2 separate regions of the Mus musculus genome follow, and region 2 is linked to region 1. The links are chromatin contacts, called in public HiChIP or PLAC-seq maps. All regions are on one chromosome and are shown on one strand. The core of a region is the stretch at or near the end of the contact, and the rest is flanking DNA. Distances in the headings are between cores, read along the strand shown. Region 1 overlaps Cd83 (CD83 antigen). Region 2 overlaps Jarid2 (jumonji, AT rich interactive domain 2).

Evidence for each region. HiChIP or PLAC-seq counts read pairs in DNA pulled down with a chosen protein or histone mark.
Region 2: a contact with region 1 is called in an H3K4me3 HiChIP or PLAC-seq map of embryonic basal ganglia, with 4 times the contacts expected there. The contact joins two enhancer-like sites. A contact is called at or near these places in 3 of 39 promoter capture datasets (frontonasal cranial neural crest, liver and stem cell-derived epiblast-like cells), 1 of 484 Hi-C or Micro-C datasets (cerebral cortex), 2 of 115 datasets of contacts at active chromatin or transcription factors (embryonic basal ganglia and microglia) and 1 of 9 other capture datasets (embryonic stem cells).

What each region holds. Positions count from the first base shown.
Region 1 is chr13:43,801,334-43,808,931 of GRCm38.p6, forward strand. Cd83 (CD83 antigen) reads left to right here. Exons shown (of 5, transcript NM_009856.3): 5 at 224-1,800. The coding sequence ends at 352. Among named protein-coding and RNA genes, the nearest start is that of Cd83, 20 kb to the left of the region's middle. Within about 2 kb of position 6,033, at least 28 of the 459 cell types and tissues checked have an H3K27ac peak or open chromatin away from gene starts, as enhancers often do. A contact at or near this core is called in embryonic basal ganglia, where this site is marked.
Region 2 is chr13:44,746,416-44,753,470 of GRCm38.p6, forward strand. All of the region lies in intron 1 of Jarid2 (jumonji, AT rich interactive domain 2), which reads left to right. Among named protein-coding and RNA genes, the nearest start is that of Jarid2, 19 kb to the left of the region's middle. Within about 2 kb of position 5,551, at least 50 of the 459 cell types and tissues checked have an H3K27ac peak or open chromatin away from gene starts, as enhancers often do. A contact at or near this core is called in embryonic basal ganglia, where this site is marked.

The sequences.
Region 1 (7,598 bases), core at 4,783-7,282:
AGTAGGAGATACAGATCACTGAAGTCTGGAATCAGTGAGTGTCCTGATGAGATTTGGAAATATCAGGGAGGTGGCACATATAGCTTATAAAGAATGAGGGGTGGTGAGTATAGCAAGAACTTCCACAGTGAAGTGTCCAGCCAGCTCTCAGGGGGAGAGATGACAACCGCCAAGTTTTCCCAATGACTAGTTTCTCAACATCTTTTCTTTTCCCTTTTTACAGAAATTTGCACGACTACAAAGCATTTTCCCAGATATTTCTAAACCTGGTACGGAACAAGCTTTTCTTCCAGTCACCTCCCCAAGCAAACATTTGGGGCCAGTGACCCTTCCTAAGACAGAAACGGTATGAGTAGGATCTCCACTGGTTTTTACAAAGCCAAGGGCACATCAGATCAGTGTGCCTGAATGCCACCCGGACAAGAGAAGAATGAGCTCCATCCTCAGATGGCAACCTTTCTTTGAAGTCCTTCACCTGACAGTGGGCTCCACACTACTCCCTGACACAGGGTCTTGAGCACCATCATATGATCACGAAGCATGGAGTATCACCGCTTCTCTGTGGCTGTCAGCTTAATGTTTCATGTGGCTATCTGGTCAACCTCGTGAGTGCTTTTCAGTCATCTACAAGCTATGGTGAGATGCAGGTGAAGCAGGGTCATGGGAAATTTGAACACTCTGAGCTGGCCCTGTGACAGACTCCTGAGGACAGCTGTCCTCTCCTACATCTGGGATACATCTCTTTGAATTTGTCCTGTTTCGTTGCACCAGCCCAGATGTCTCACATCTGGCGGAAATTGACAGGCCAAGCTGTGAGCCAGTGGGAAATATTTAGCAAATAATTTCCCAGTGCGAAGGTCCTGCTATTAGTAAGGAGTATTATGTGTACATAGAAATGAGAGGTCAGTGAACTATTCCCCAGCAGGGCCTTTTCATCTGGAAAAGACATCCACAAAAGCAGCAATACAGAGGGATGCCACATTTATTTTTTTAATCTTCATGTACTTGTCAAAGAAGAATTTTTCATGTTTTTTCAAAGAAGTGTGTTTCTTTCCTTTTTTAAAATATGAAGGTCTAGTTACATAGCATTGCTAGCTGACAAGCAGCCTGAGAGAAGATGGAGAATGTTCCTCAAAATAGGGACAGCAAGCTAGAAGCACTGTACAGTGCCCTGCTGGGAAGGGCAGACAATGGACTGAGAAACCAGAAGTCTGGCCACAAGATTGTCTGTATGATTCTGGACGAGTCACTTGTGGTTTTCACTCTCTGGTTAGTAAACCAGATAGTTTAGTCTGGGTTGAATACAATGGATGTGAAGTTGCTTGGGGAAAGCTGAATGTAGTGAATACATTGGCAACTCTACTGGGCTGTTACCTTGTTGATATCCTAGAGTTCTGGAGCTGAGCGAATGCCTGTCATATCTCAGCTTGCCCATCAATCCAAACACAGGAGGCTACAAAAAGGACATGAGCATGGTCTTCTGTGTGAACTCCTCCTGAGAAACGTGGAGACTGGCTCAGCGCTTTGCGCTTGAAGGACTAATCACAAGTTCTTGAAGATATGGACCTAGGGGAGCTATTGCGCCACGACAGGAGGAAGTTCTCAGATGTTGCATTGATGTAACATTGTTGCATTTCTTTAATGAGCTGGGCTCCTTCCTCATTTGCTTCCCAAAGAGATTTTGTCCCACTAATGGTGTGCCCATCACCCACACTATGAAAGTAAAAGGGATGCTGAGCAGATACAGCGTGCTTACCTCTCAGCCATGACTTTCATGCTATTAAAAGAATGCATGTGAAGAGGTGTGTTCTTCTTTTCTATCTTTAAAATGATCCCGACTTTAGAGTGAGTGTTTGGGTGCTGAGTGGAGAGTAAGAATGCAGAAATGGTAGTGGTAAATGACTGGCTGCTTCCCCGAGTCTGTGGCTGGGACAGGACAGGGGGTGGGGGTGGGGAAGGGACACATGGCTGTCAGACTTCTGTGACATGGCACTCCTTTCCAGAGCTGCATCCCTACCAGGTGGTAACGGCCAGCTTGTCCACCTAGGTAATCACGGGGGAGTGGGGACGGGACCGAAAGGGAGGTTCTGCTTCCAAATGATATGTATAAAGTTGGGGCTCCTGACCTTGGGATTCATGGGGTTTTATTGGAGATTTTCAAATAGACCCCTAACCTCTAAGCTGTTATGAAAGATCTATACAAGTGTCTGTGGTGGCTATAAAAGACTCATGGGTGAGGTGCTCTTTGTGAAGATGAAATACACTAGTGCCTGTAAAAGCTGCAGAACTACTTTGAATGGATTCAACCCATTGTTAAATGCTCTACAAATGAATGCACCAGGGCAGCTTAGTCTTATTTTGAGGAATGCAGATGTCCGAAGTTGTGCCATGTCAGTCAGAAGATTTAGAGTAAGAACAGTTATTGGTTTAATAGATACATTCAGAAGACTGAGAGAGTCCACAGAACGGCTAAGTGTCTGGCAATGTTCAGAGGACAGGAGACCAAGAAAGAAGGTAATGGGAACAGAAGCAATGCCAGGGTTCACACAACTTCTGGCAAGCTTGTTTCCTTAAAAGGAATAAGTTGACTCTGTGGGTGTTGCATGTTGCCTTTGGAGAATGCACAGTGAAACCTACTCTCCATAGGCATGAGAGCTATACTGTGAGAGAGACCAGGCAGAGGGGGTGCTCCTGTCATTTTAGATAGACTTTACTAGATACATTATTGACACTTAATAGCAGGTTGACTCCATGTTTCAAGTTTACTATTTAGTGTTTGCAAATGTGTCTGTGTCTGTCTGTCTGTCTGTCTGTCTCTCTCTCTCTCTCTGTGTGTGCATGTGTATGAGAGAAAGACAGAGACAGACAGACAGACACAGAGACAGAGAGACAGAGAGAGATTAAGGAGAATTTATTGGCTTCTAGTGCCCCAATTGCATCCTATCTACTATTTCAAAGGACCATGGGCTGAATTTATTGTCTTCACATCTAGGAAAATCTTTGTTCTTACACTTTCCCTTGTCCATGGGATTAGATCTACAGTTATACCAATTTTGCTGTGGGATGTCCCAGCACATGAATACAGACACACATCAGCTGCCTGTTCTAAGAGGCAGCCTGCAGTTTTTTGTTTTTGTTTTGTTTTGTTTTGTTTTGTTTTGTTTTGTTTGTATTCCTGGTAATATTTAGCAGGTCTCATCACAGCAGAGCCTGGAAGCCAACCAGTGCCTGCTAATCTGCCAGGGTTGTGGCCCCAGACACACAGGCAGCAGAGTGAGACCATAGTTACCTGGAGTCTCAGGACCCTGAGCTGTTCCCTTCTTGGCAGCTTTGTTTGGTTGGGTTGATTAGGTAGTTAATAATAGTTTGTGTTTCCTTTGTAAAAAAAATAGCACACGAAAGGGGATGGAGAAATGGCTCAGTGGTTAAGGCCACTTTCTGTCATTGCAGAGGACCTAGGATCTGCTCCCAGACCCAACTCCAGTTCCCGGAAATCAGTTGCCCTCTTCTGTCCCTTATGGGTACTGCATGCGTGTGATGCACATACAGACATGCTGGCTTTCCTTTTCCTTTTTTTTTTTTTTTTTTTTTTTTTTTGTTCAGATAAGTACCCCAGCTGGTGGGATGGTACAGCCCATCTTCAGGGAGGGTCTTTCCTTCTCCTCAGTTAAATTTCCCTAGCAGAGTCACACAGAGGAAATAAGAAAAGCCTATTGTAAGTGATTCCAAATCTAGCCCCAGGAGCAATGGAGATCAACCATCTCAGAAGGCTATGCAGACTAACTCCATTTTAACTCGGACTTCAAAGCTATACAAGGTTTTGGATAATGATGGGGAAGGACAGAGGCAGAGGGTATTGCCTATGCCATGGACAGCTGAACTCTACCTGCCCTTGGGGGTTGGGGATGAGTTGGCACAGAGTAAATGACACAGACTCTGGGAGCAGGTGAGAAACACTGTAGCAAGCTCATCTGAGCACTGCTGCAAGCTCCTTTAATACCCTCCACCCACGCCTCATTGGTCCCAAGAGAGCATCTCTTCTGAACAGCAGTTCCTGATTGGCTGGCACTGCTTGCACTAGCAATCTCAGGCAGTCCTCAATTAGGTCCTCCTGCAGGAGATACCCTTGCAGCTGCAAGGCCCCCAGCGTTTACATAGAGGCGACCACTCTGTTCCCGCTACAAGAGGGAACATAAAGACACGTGTCTTTAAGAAAGTATGCTTGAGCTGAGGGAGGAGGCAAAGGGTCCCCTCATCCCAGGTGGAGTGAGGAGCAAGCAGAAGTGAGTGGCAAACACACTATCTCAGATCATGAGAGCTGTGGCATAGTATTGGTGGATCCAGCATTGTGGAGCCACAGTTGGCTCCTGATTATCTGGGGATAATAATAGCCAGGAAGAGAAGGAGAAGGACCAAGGAAAAGAGCTGGAGGAAGTGGGTAGCGTCCAAACCACATGGCAGGCTAAAGGGCCAGAGCAGCACAAACTCAGTGGGACAGATAGGAGACCATGGAGACCAGCTGGCTTGCGCACACTGAAACGGTCTTCAGTTGTCTGTCTTCAGGTTTGTTTGTTTGTTTGTTTGTTTATTATGTTTGTTTTCATGAGCATGCATTGGCATGCGTGTGGAGGTCAGAGGTCAGTTGCAGGAGTTCATTTTCTCCTCCGCCACGTGGCTCCTGGGAATTGAACTTATGCTGTAAGTCTTGGTGGTGAGAGCCTTTATCCACTGAGGCATCTCGCTGGCCTAGGTTTTGAGTGTCAGTCTGATATCTAAGTGTTGTGTTTGTGTGTATTGTCTGTCTGTCTGTCTGTCTGTCTGTCTGTCTCTGTGTCTTTAAGCTAAAGACTCCTTTCCCTTTTAAAACATATCAGCCTTTGAAAGTAGTCAATCCCTTCCATCTTATTCCCACAGAGCAAGCAGAGCTTATCCATCTAAGGGGACAGAAGACATCTTCATGTTTCCCAGCTGCTCTTGGGGCTAACAAGCCTGCCATCGATGGCATGCTTCAGGCTTGCTTTACTCCCCTTTACACCCATTTTCCTGACCTAGAAGGATATCTCTGGTATCTGCTCTCCTCGTGGTATTTATTATTTCTTGACCGGCTGCCTTCCAGAACACAGCATGTTCCACCTGAGTCCTCTATCATCGGCTCACTTTTGTGTGTTTTCAACTCTGTAACAGACACCAGAGTCTTTCCTTGGTTCTCTGCCCCACTGGTTTTGTGTTATGCAATTACTCCTTAGTTTTTAAAAGCAGCTAAGTCTAAATAAACACACCAGCACAGCATGATGATCAACCAAGAGACACCCTCTGGGCTGTGTGATGAGTTGTGCTAGGGGGTGAGTATAAATGTGCAATGGAGAAAGGAGAACGGAGCTGCAGAGCATTGCTCATCGGTACAGACCTTCACACGTCCCACACAGCCCTCTGTCCTTCAGAGCCAAGGCATTGCACTTGAATGTTTCTCTTCTCCTTTCCACTCTTTTGTTTAACTCTCCCCACGGGATTGCAGGCAGCACACAGTTAGGTCACAAAGGACTGTCAGAAAAACATCATCTCAGCTGGGTGTAACTGTTTCCATGGTTCCTGAGAGGTTAGGGTGGGGGAAGGAAGTTGGAATTTGGGTACGAACGCAAGTCTTCTATTCTCTTTTCTTTTCAATGCATAAATACACGTACAGTATTCCCCTCTGGGCAGAGGAACTGGACCCCGCTTAGCTGTTCATTTAGATTCTGCATGCGTAAGGGATATTGTTTTTGCTTCGTTATAAGAGGCTCTAGTTCTTCCAATTGACCATTTTCCCCCTTACTCGTTGCCAAAGTAGCCTGTTTACAATCTACTCTCCCAGATTACAGTCCTTACCAGAGGCAAGTGGGGAGAAATTCAGACACTGAAAAGCTTTGAGAGGCCCCACAGAGTTGAAATGCTTTTCTCAAAGGGGAAAAAAAACCAATCTGTAAATGTGTATGTATTTGTCCAAGTCCCTCCACTCACCCACCCAAAGACAGCTGGACAGCCTGTCAATGACTCCCATTGAGGAACAACAAAGACCCATGTCAGGAGTCAAGGGAGAGGAGGCTGAGAACTAACAATAAGTTTGCACTTACACAGCAGTTTTTATCCCAAGACCCCAGAGTGCTTTACAAACATTAATTAAATTGCCCAACAGCCCTGTGAGATGGCTGTGTGTCACTGTTTCCAGTTGGCAGGGGGTGGCGGTACCAGAAGTGTCAGCACAGAGCGAAGTTGGAAACGGGCCATGTTACACTCCTATGGATTGTGGACTCAGAAGTGGGAACATTTCCCTGTGAGCCCAAGGCTGTGGTCAGGTGTACAGTCCTGACAGGGATAAGGAAGTGGTCTGGTGACTTCCAGCAGGAGCCAGGTTATGTGTAAGTTCATGGGCCAACTTCACCAGGACTCGAAGGATGGTGGTATGGTCTCCGAAAGAGGCTTCATCACCACATACCAAGGTAATAGTCATCACAAAACGCTCTTCTGCATGATGGCAAATAGTGACTCTCATGTGGCATTTCCTAGGAAGCTGTGACTAGTTATCTAGACAGGCACCCGCCACAGACGAAAGTCGAGATCCCATACAAGTCTAGCTTTTCCATGCAATGAGATGGTTTTGGTTCCTGATAGTAGCATGGCTGAATCCCAGGCAACTCCATTGCAGAGAAGCCCACTGCATTGTGGGCGCCGACTCACTATTTGCAGTTAGACCTTTCTCCCAGCCACTGTTTCTTGATGCTATAATTTTGAGGAGGGGCTTGTAAATTTTGTGATTTTTTTTTTAATGAGCTTCCAGAGTCTTGTCAATTTGCTCCCTAAGTCTCATGAGCCCTGCCTTGACTCCAAATCCAAGAAGCGAATGTTCAAATTCAGTGGAAACAGATGGACAAGAGTTGGCTTTGATTGCTGCATATGAGTCCAGAACTGCTAGGTGGGACATAGTATTCCGTCTTGTATGTTGGTGCGTCAAACTATGTTCTCCAAAGAGGCCTATTGGGATAGTCTTACCCTCTGGCACCTATTCATACAACCTACTCTGGAAGTAAGGTCTTTGAAGATGTAGCTACCCTGAGATGCTGTGACTTAGGTTGATGTCCATATATAAAAAGAGAGAAGTTTGGACACAGGCACAGATAGTCACACAGTCTAAAGAAGTTCTCGTGACATCAGAGGTAACACCGATGCGATGCATCCACAAAGCCAGTGAGTGCCAAGGCTTGCTGGCAACAGCAGAAGCAGGGAGAGACGGCGCCTAGAGGTCCTTCCCAAGTGCATTCAGAGGGAGTGTGGCTCTGCAACACCTTGTGTCAGACTTCCGGCTCCCAGATCTCAGGATCTTTTTGCTGTTGCTGTTGTTATTTTAAGCTGCCCGTGTGTGACCTTTTGTTATGGAAGCTCCAAAAAGGGAGTAAAAGAGGAGCCGTTCAAATCTGGGGTGATTAAAACATCATGCATTTGAAAATGTATCCCACTATCCAATAACCGGGGGAAGGCTTCCTCGAGGGACTGGGCTGGGATATGTTTTTAAATGGATGGTGGCTTCAGTCCTGGAACAACGCTCCAGCTGGTGACAGGACCGG
Region 2 (7,055 bases), core at 4,301-6,800, 940 kb after region 1:
TGTTAGGATTCCAAACCACTGTGGTTTGAAGCTAGGTTGGAATCTGAAAGGTGGCCAATGAGAGTGAGAAGAAAACTTCCTTTAAATACAAGATGTGTTTGGCTTGAGCTTTTCTGAGTCTGGGCTCTGGGCACAGCTTAGCTTTAGGTCAAGTCCCATGGTTGAAGAAATCAGGGGATACGTTCTCTTTACCCTCTGCTCCCCTAAGCAAAGCAAAACTAAAACTATGACTACATCACTCATTTTTGTGAGTTAGTTGTGCAGAACTTCAACTTGATGAGCTTGGTGATGCTATATGGGATTTTTGTCTAGATCATAACTAATAAAATGGGTTTTCTTTTGGGTTTGGTAACTGGAGAGGATCAAGATGTTTGAGGAAAATGCATCTGATTTGGAAGTATCTACTCTAAAGCTTTGCTTTTTTTTCTTTTCTTTTTTCTTTTTTTTTTTTAATTCCCCGTTCTTATTCCACTGCCTGCTCTAATTAAGTGATGTCTGGCAATCCCCAAACTGACGAGACTGGGATGAAACATAGTCTCTACTCATTTAGCCTATTTTCCTCTTTCTTCCAGGAGACTCGCTGAACTTGTCATGTGCTTCTTAGCAGAGTTTATTGGAGCAGTAGGCAAAGCTTCCTGGGAATATAAATAATGATGATTATAAAGAACAGTCAGTTTACCAGGGAAGGCCATTATCTTTGACTTGCAAACCTCTTACAGCTAGTGTTTTGCTTCCAGTTGTTTAATACAAATAAGCACTGTAGCCTTACCTCTTTTAAGGAGGTGTCCTTTTCCCCCTTTGTACATAGAGGTCATTCCTGTAAAGAACAGAAGATGTCACCTTGGCCAAGCAAACAGCTTGTTTTTCTGGACAGACATTATATAAGAAGGCTTTGCTAAGTGCTTTTCAAGGAACAAGTGTCTGGGTGCCTTCTTGCCTGCTGTCACAGCAGCAAAGAATCTTCTGTGTGTTGAATGCTAAAAGATTTGTAATGCCGATAAGTAGGAATTTACTTTAACAGTTAAAAATAAAAATTCAGGATGGTTTTAAGTTAATCTGAGGCTTGTTAGAGTAGGCCCCGAATGACTCTCTGTGACAGGTAGACTCCCCTGCTCTTTATGTTTAGCACAGATTACAACTTTTGAGTAATAGACTAAAGTTGCTGCTTACTAAAATACTTTCGTTAATTTAGGCCAAGGCACAGCTTTCAGGAGTCCATTTTGTCCTTCTTCCACTGTGTGGGTCCTGGGAATCAAACCTTAGGTCCCTCGGTTCCAGTTTGGGAAAAAAAAAATTTTTTTTTTAAACCTGGGAAGCCATTTCTTTTGTCTCTGTAAAATTGCAGTTTTTGTTGGGGCTGGGGGATACGTTTTTCCTGGTCCTTGTTTGCTTTTCTGTTGCTCTAAAAACAAACAAACTGACCAGAAGTAAATTTGGGGGGAGAAAACTCATTTGGCTTCTATCTAGCTTCTCCTATCTCCACCTTCCCAGTAGCTGGGAGTGTAGGTATGCAGCTGAGCTGGGGTGTCAGCAACAGCTTTACATTTAAACTTTCTGTTAGCACTGAGAATGTAATCCAGGGCCCACCTTCTGCTGGGCAAGAAAAGAACCCTTAGCGCTGAATATCACCCCACCTCCCGCTCAGTTCTCTTTTTAGGCTTTCCTTAGCCCAGAGGATGGACTCCTGATTCTTCCTCCCGACCGGGAGGTGATCTGATCGGGTTGCAGACATATGACAGATGTTGGGGATGGAACCCAGGGCTTTCTTGCATTTGAGGTAGCCATTCTTTCATCTGAGAGCCCTAGGCCAGCACTTTGAGTACTAGACTGACCTTTGCTTGCTGTGTCTTTTACAAATTGCCAACTCTTAAGCTTTTCTTTTGTCTTGTACACAGTTCTGGGCAGTCTTGGTCCTGCCCCCATGTCTGTGGTATTTTAAACCAAGATGAGGCATCTCAGTCTTTTCCTATATAATTTTATGTGAGTGTAATGTCTTTTAAAACAATTCTGTGGTTTGTTAGTATATTCAGTTATACAAGTGTCAGTGTGGTCAATTTTAGAACATTGCAGCACTCCACACTAGTGCTTACTTCCCACCCACTTCACTGAGTTTCCCAGCCTCTGACAACCACTAATCTTTTCTGACTCTGAGGAGCATCTCCGCGCCCCCCCCCCCCCCCCGCCCCCCAATACTTGACATGAATGTGTCAAGTATGTGGCTTTTGTGATGGGCTGGCTTTTTTCATGTAATAAAGATGAATCTCACACTGTTGAGTATTCTTCAAGGTTTGATCCCATTCATAGTGTGGATAGATACACCACATGTTTATTCAACTGTGCTGATTGGTTTTTATTTGTTTGTTTTGTTTTTTTGGTCAATTTTACACAAGCTAGGATTCACTATTTACCTGCCTCTCCCCTCCACCCCCATTTTCTTTCTATTCTTTTTTTTTTTTGGGATGAATCATTATGTAAGGCTGTCCCATTGTGAGCGGCCCCACCTCTGCACAGGTGGTTCTGGGAACCATGAGCCTGAGAGCATTCCTCCCCCATTTTTGCAGTTGCCTTCTCCAGCAGATGTCCTGTGACCTGTAAAGTAAAAGAACCCTTTCCTCTCTTATGTTGTTGTTGGTTTTTTTTTTTTTTTTTTTTTTAATCACAACACCAGAAACCAGACTAGGAGGATACATTTGGGGTTATGTACACCTTTTTCCTGTTGTGTGCAAGCTTTTATGTGGCAATAAGATTGATAGCATTTGTTAGAAAATGCAGTAAATGGTTAGAAAAAGTACAAAAATGCTCATTATCACTAAGTCTATTTACTACAGATAAGTTATTTCTATACTTGCCTTAAGGCCCTCCACCTCTGGGGTTCAGTGGGGGTCCTTTTTCTGATTGGCTGCCACTGTTTTTTCTTAAATTAACTAATTCATTCATTTATTGAGTGTACAGTGGAAGAGGGGAAGTGGGTCAAGGGAGAGGGAGGGCCGGTGGGCAGTCCACCCTTCCATGCTGGGAGAATCTTTGGGAAGGAAGGCAGCCAGTCCCTCCAAATGGTGCTTCATCAAAATAGACTTTGGTTCTGGCCTCCATTTGATTCCCAAAGGGCAGCCTGGGAACCCTGTCTCACTGTGGTCTAAACCCAGCGCACATTCCCTATTAATTGGTGAGTGCTTGGTGAATTCTGCTTCACAATGATAGAGGAACTGACATCAAAGGATCAAAAAGCTACGTTGCTATGGGCACTTGGCCACCATTAGCCAATTATCCCTGTGGCAACTTTTCTGACACCTCCTACCTTGTTCAACATGCCAGAGCTTAAATTTAATTTTTATTTCATGCGCATTAGTGTCTGAGGGTGCTGGATCCTCTGGAAGTGGAGTCAGACAGGTGTGAACTGTCATGTGGGTGCTGGAAATTGAATGTGAGTCCTCTAGAAGAGCAGCCAGTGCTCGCCTCTCCATCCCTCTTCACTCTCCTCCAAAACAGGGCATCTATCTCTGTGTACCTCTGTATATCCTTGAAGGCAATTGTAGACCAGGCTGGCTTCAGACTCAGATCCACCTTCCTCTTCTTCCCAAGAGCTGGGATTAAAGGTGTGTTCCCTACTTGGCTGGTTGTCACTTTTGATTTAGCCATTATTACTTCCTCTGCCCATTTGTGACTTTTTAAATTTATTATGTATACAGATTTCTGCCTGGATGTACACTGGCATACCAGAAGAGGGTATTAGGTCACATTATAGATACTGTGAGCCATCATTTGGTTGCTGAGAATTGAACTCAGAACCTCTGGAAGAGAAGAAGCCTTAAGCTCTGAGCCATCTCTGCAGCCCCTCTTCTGTCCATTTGTAAACTAGTGCCATTTACATGTTTATGTAGAAGAAGCCCTATATTCCCTTGCTTAGTGGTGGAGTTTCATGGTTCATCATGGGATGATTTGCTTCATGTGGCTCAGATTTTTTTGTCCTGTAGTAGGTTTTCAAATGAGTAGTTACCTCAAATTTCTGGTTTTCAGGTCTTCCTTCCTAAACGGTCCTACTTTGGGTAAAGGACGGACACACCCACCCCTCAACACACAAAGAAAACACACAAAGTTTCTTTATGTACCTCTGGTCTCCTGGAACTTGTTTTGTAGACCAGGCTGACCCCAGGGAGATCCTTCTGAATACTGAGATTAAAGGTTAAAAATGTGTGTTAAATTTTCTTGGTCCTAGGCTGGCCTCAGATTTATCCAGTTGTGGGTTAACAGGCATAAGCCACCACACTGGTCTCATTTACATTTTTATGTGGGTAGTGTCAATGTGCTTTGGGATGAAGAGTTAACTACTAAGAATCTCTGAGAAAATGTGTGTGCGCGTGAGAGTGAGTGATAGCCTTAAACAGGCCATCCTGCCTCTACCTCCCAGCCTGCTAAACACTAAGTGCTTTTCATGATAAATGTAAAATGAAAGATCTTTGAAGAGGTCTGGAACATAATTCTTTAAAATTCTATCTTCTGTATGTGGGTGTTTTGCCTGCATGTATGTGTGTGCCTGTAGAGGCCAAAAGAGGGCATGGGATTCCCTAGGATTGAAATGACAGACAGTATTGAGCTTCCATGTGGGTGCTGGGGATTGGACCCAGGTCCTCTGGAAGATCAGCTAGTGAGAGCTTAGCTACTGAGCCATCCTGGCTGCTCTTTAAAAAAAAAAATACTTCTGATTTGTTAGATTTATTCTTATGTGAAGTTGTTTAGATGATATAGTTAGTTGCTTATTGGAAATGTGGGTTTTGCTCATTTTTAAGCACTCAGAAACTAAACTAAAGCAGGGGCAACAAGAGAAGTGGAGTGGGAAATTTGCAGATGACTGGTAGAGTGACCCCCATGAGATTGGTTGGGTAGCATTCTGTCAAGGTTGGAGGGTACCTAGTGTCCATGGTGCTAAGGATGTCCACTCTTTTTCTCAGGATTCTTGTTGGTAGGAAGCCAAACACTAATGGGTCTATGTTTGGAAAGTTACATGTTATACAGAGTTTAAGTTCATTGTCAAAGTATTTTTTTTCTTTCTAATGATGTTAACTAACTTCACATACTCCCCTTTGTCTGTAATGACTTATATTGAGTTCTGTTGGAAGGCCATTAATTTAGCTTACCTATTTATTGGGTGCCCACTTCAACTTAGAAGTTAGTGTGTCCCTGGGTGTTTGTGTGTCTAAGAAGTTAGTATTTTAAGCTGCGTTAACTGGAAATTATGTTCTGCTGTGCTGCTTTTGTGTGGCGTACCTATATACATAGTTGTATCATCTGGAAAACAGCCGCTACATCCCTCCCACTAAAATTAAAATTGCTTATTAGAGCTAATTTTAGAATTGAGTTAGAACTGCCCTATAATGTAATGCAGACTATTTCCCAATAATGCCTAGGTTAACAATGATAGTCTTGCTGTATTGTGCAAAAAAGGCTTCTGTTCAGACCCAGCTGGGTTTCAGGCTTAATTCATTGCTCTATGGTGGGATCACCACAGCTGCTGTGGGGCCTTTACAAATGCAAAAAAGCTGTCAGTGTTTGTTTCATCAGCTGCATAAGTGATGAGGCCAAGTTGAGGAATCCATTCCAGTGCGCAGTGTGCAGGCTGTAGCCATTATTGTTTACAGAATTAGTGTGTTGGAGCTTTAAAATAGTTGGCACATCATCTGCCCTTTAAGAGGCGTAGACTAAGGAACCTGGGACAGTTGGTTGTCCTTGTAGTGCTTGTGGGTCCCGGTCCTGGTCTTTTAACAGGGCTCTTGTCTTAACCCCTTCCCATGCAGTTAGAGTGCTCAATTTTTGTCCTAGATTTAAAAGGCATTTATCTAGAATTTTGCAATTGACTTTTAAAGTCTTAATCATCTCACAGCTCCAAGTAGGTATGACTGTCAGCCGAAGCTTAAATAGTACTCAAGATTTAGCCTTGTGAGATTGAATTTGTGATGTGAGACAGCTTTGGGAATTGCTTTCTTTTCAGCAATCTAGAAGTTAGGACCACTTGACATCAGACCCACTTGGTCAGGACGGTTTCTCTTAGTTACATTGACTTCTTCAAGTCCTGATAGAACTATGGGTCCACGTCCAGTTTTTGTTTGGCAAGGAGGCCTTAGGGACCAGTATACATAGTTTTTCATTGATATTTCTTTCACATGACAGTAAATGTTCCTCCTTATCTTCCTGTGTCTCTGCCCCTTGAAGGCCTGAGCCTTGCTATGCAGCCTTGCTTTGGGTTTGAGACCCTCCAGCCCTGTGGTATTGGGTTGACCATAGGACTTCATACATTCCAGACCAACCTTTAACCCATTCAACCCATTCAGTTCTCTAGTCTTTGTAAATGTTGGAGGGCATGGCTACTCTGCCCCAACTGTAAGAATATAGCTTTTTAAGCCTCTTAAGCCAACTAGGATGAAGAACTGTGTTTCTATATTTTATTCCCAGTTGGGAAGGCCACAATAGTGCTCTCCCACATTACAGAAGGATGTCACAATCTTGAGGGGCTCCAAAGGAAAGGTCAGTTATCCCACTGAGCTTTATCTGGAATAACGATCACTCCTGCTTACCAAATAAACCATAGCTATACCCAGGATCTGACCTATTCAGTGGGTTTTCCTACAGTCAAGTGACCCTAGTTTCTGGATTCCTGAGCAGAGACCGTCTTAATCTCTTTGATTCTAGGAAGTGTTTGAAGCCTAAAAGGACAGTTCCACATGGTGGGCTGATTAAGCAGGGTTTGGGGTAAGTAAGTCCGTGCTTGGCCATAAAGTATTCCTTAAGGTGGTATATATGACATGTATTTATTTACCTCTCAGTCATAGACAACTTCCAACAGAGAACAAATACAGATAGCCTTCTAACACCCTTTCTCATGTGCTCACTCTGAACAGCAGTGATAGAAACAGTGCTGGCCACATCTCCCCCAGGGGAAGGACTAATTTTACAGGGCCCCAGAAGGGAACAGCAGTTTCATGGTCATTGTTGTTAGCCCCTGTGCAGTACTTGGTTGCACTTCCCTTGCTTGACCCGTTTCTCCTGCTTTGGGTGTTTCG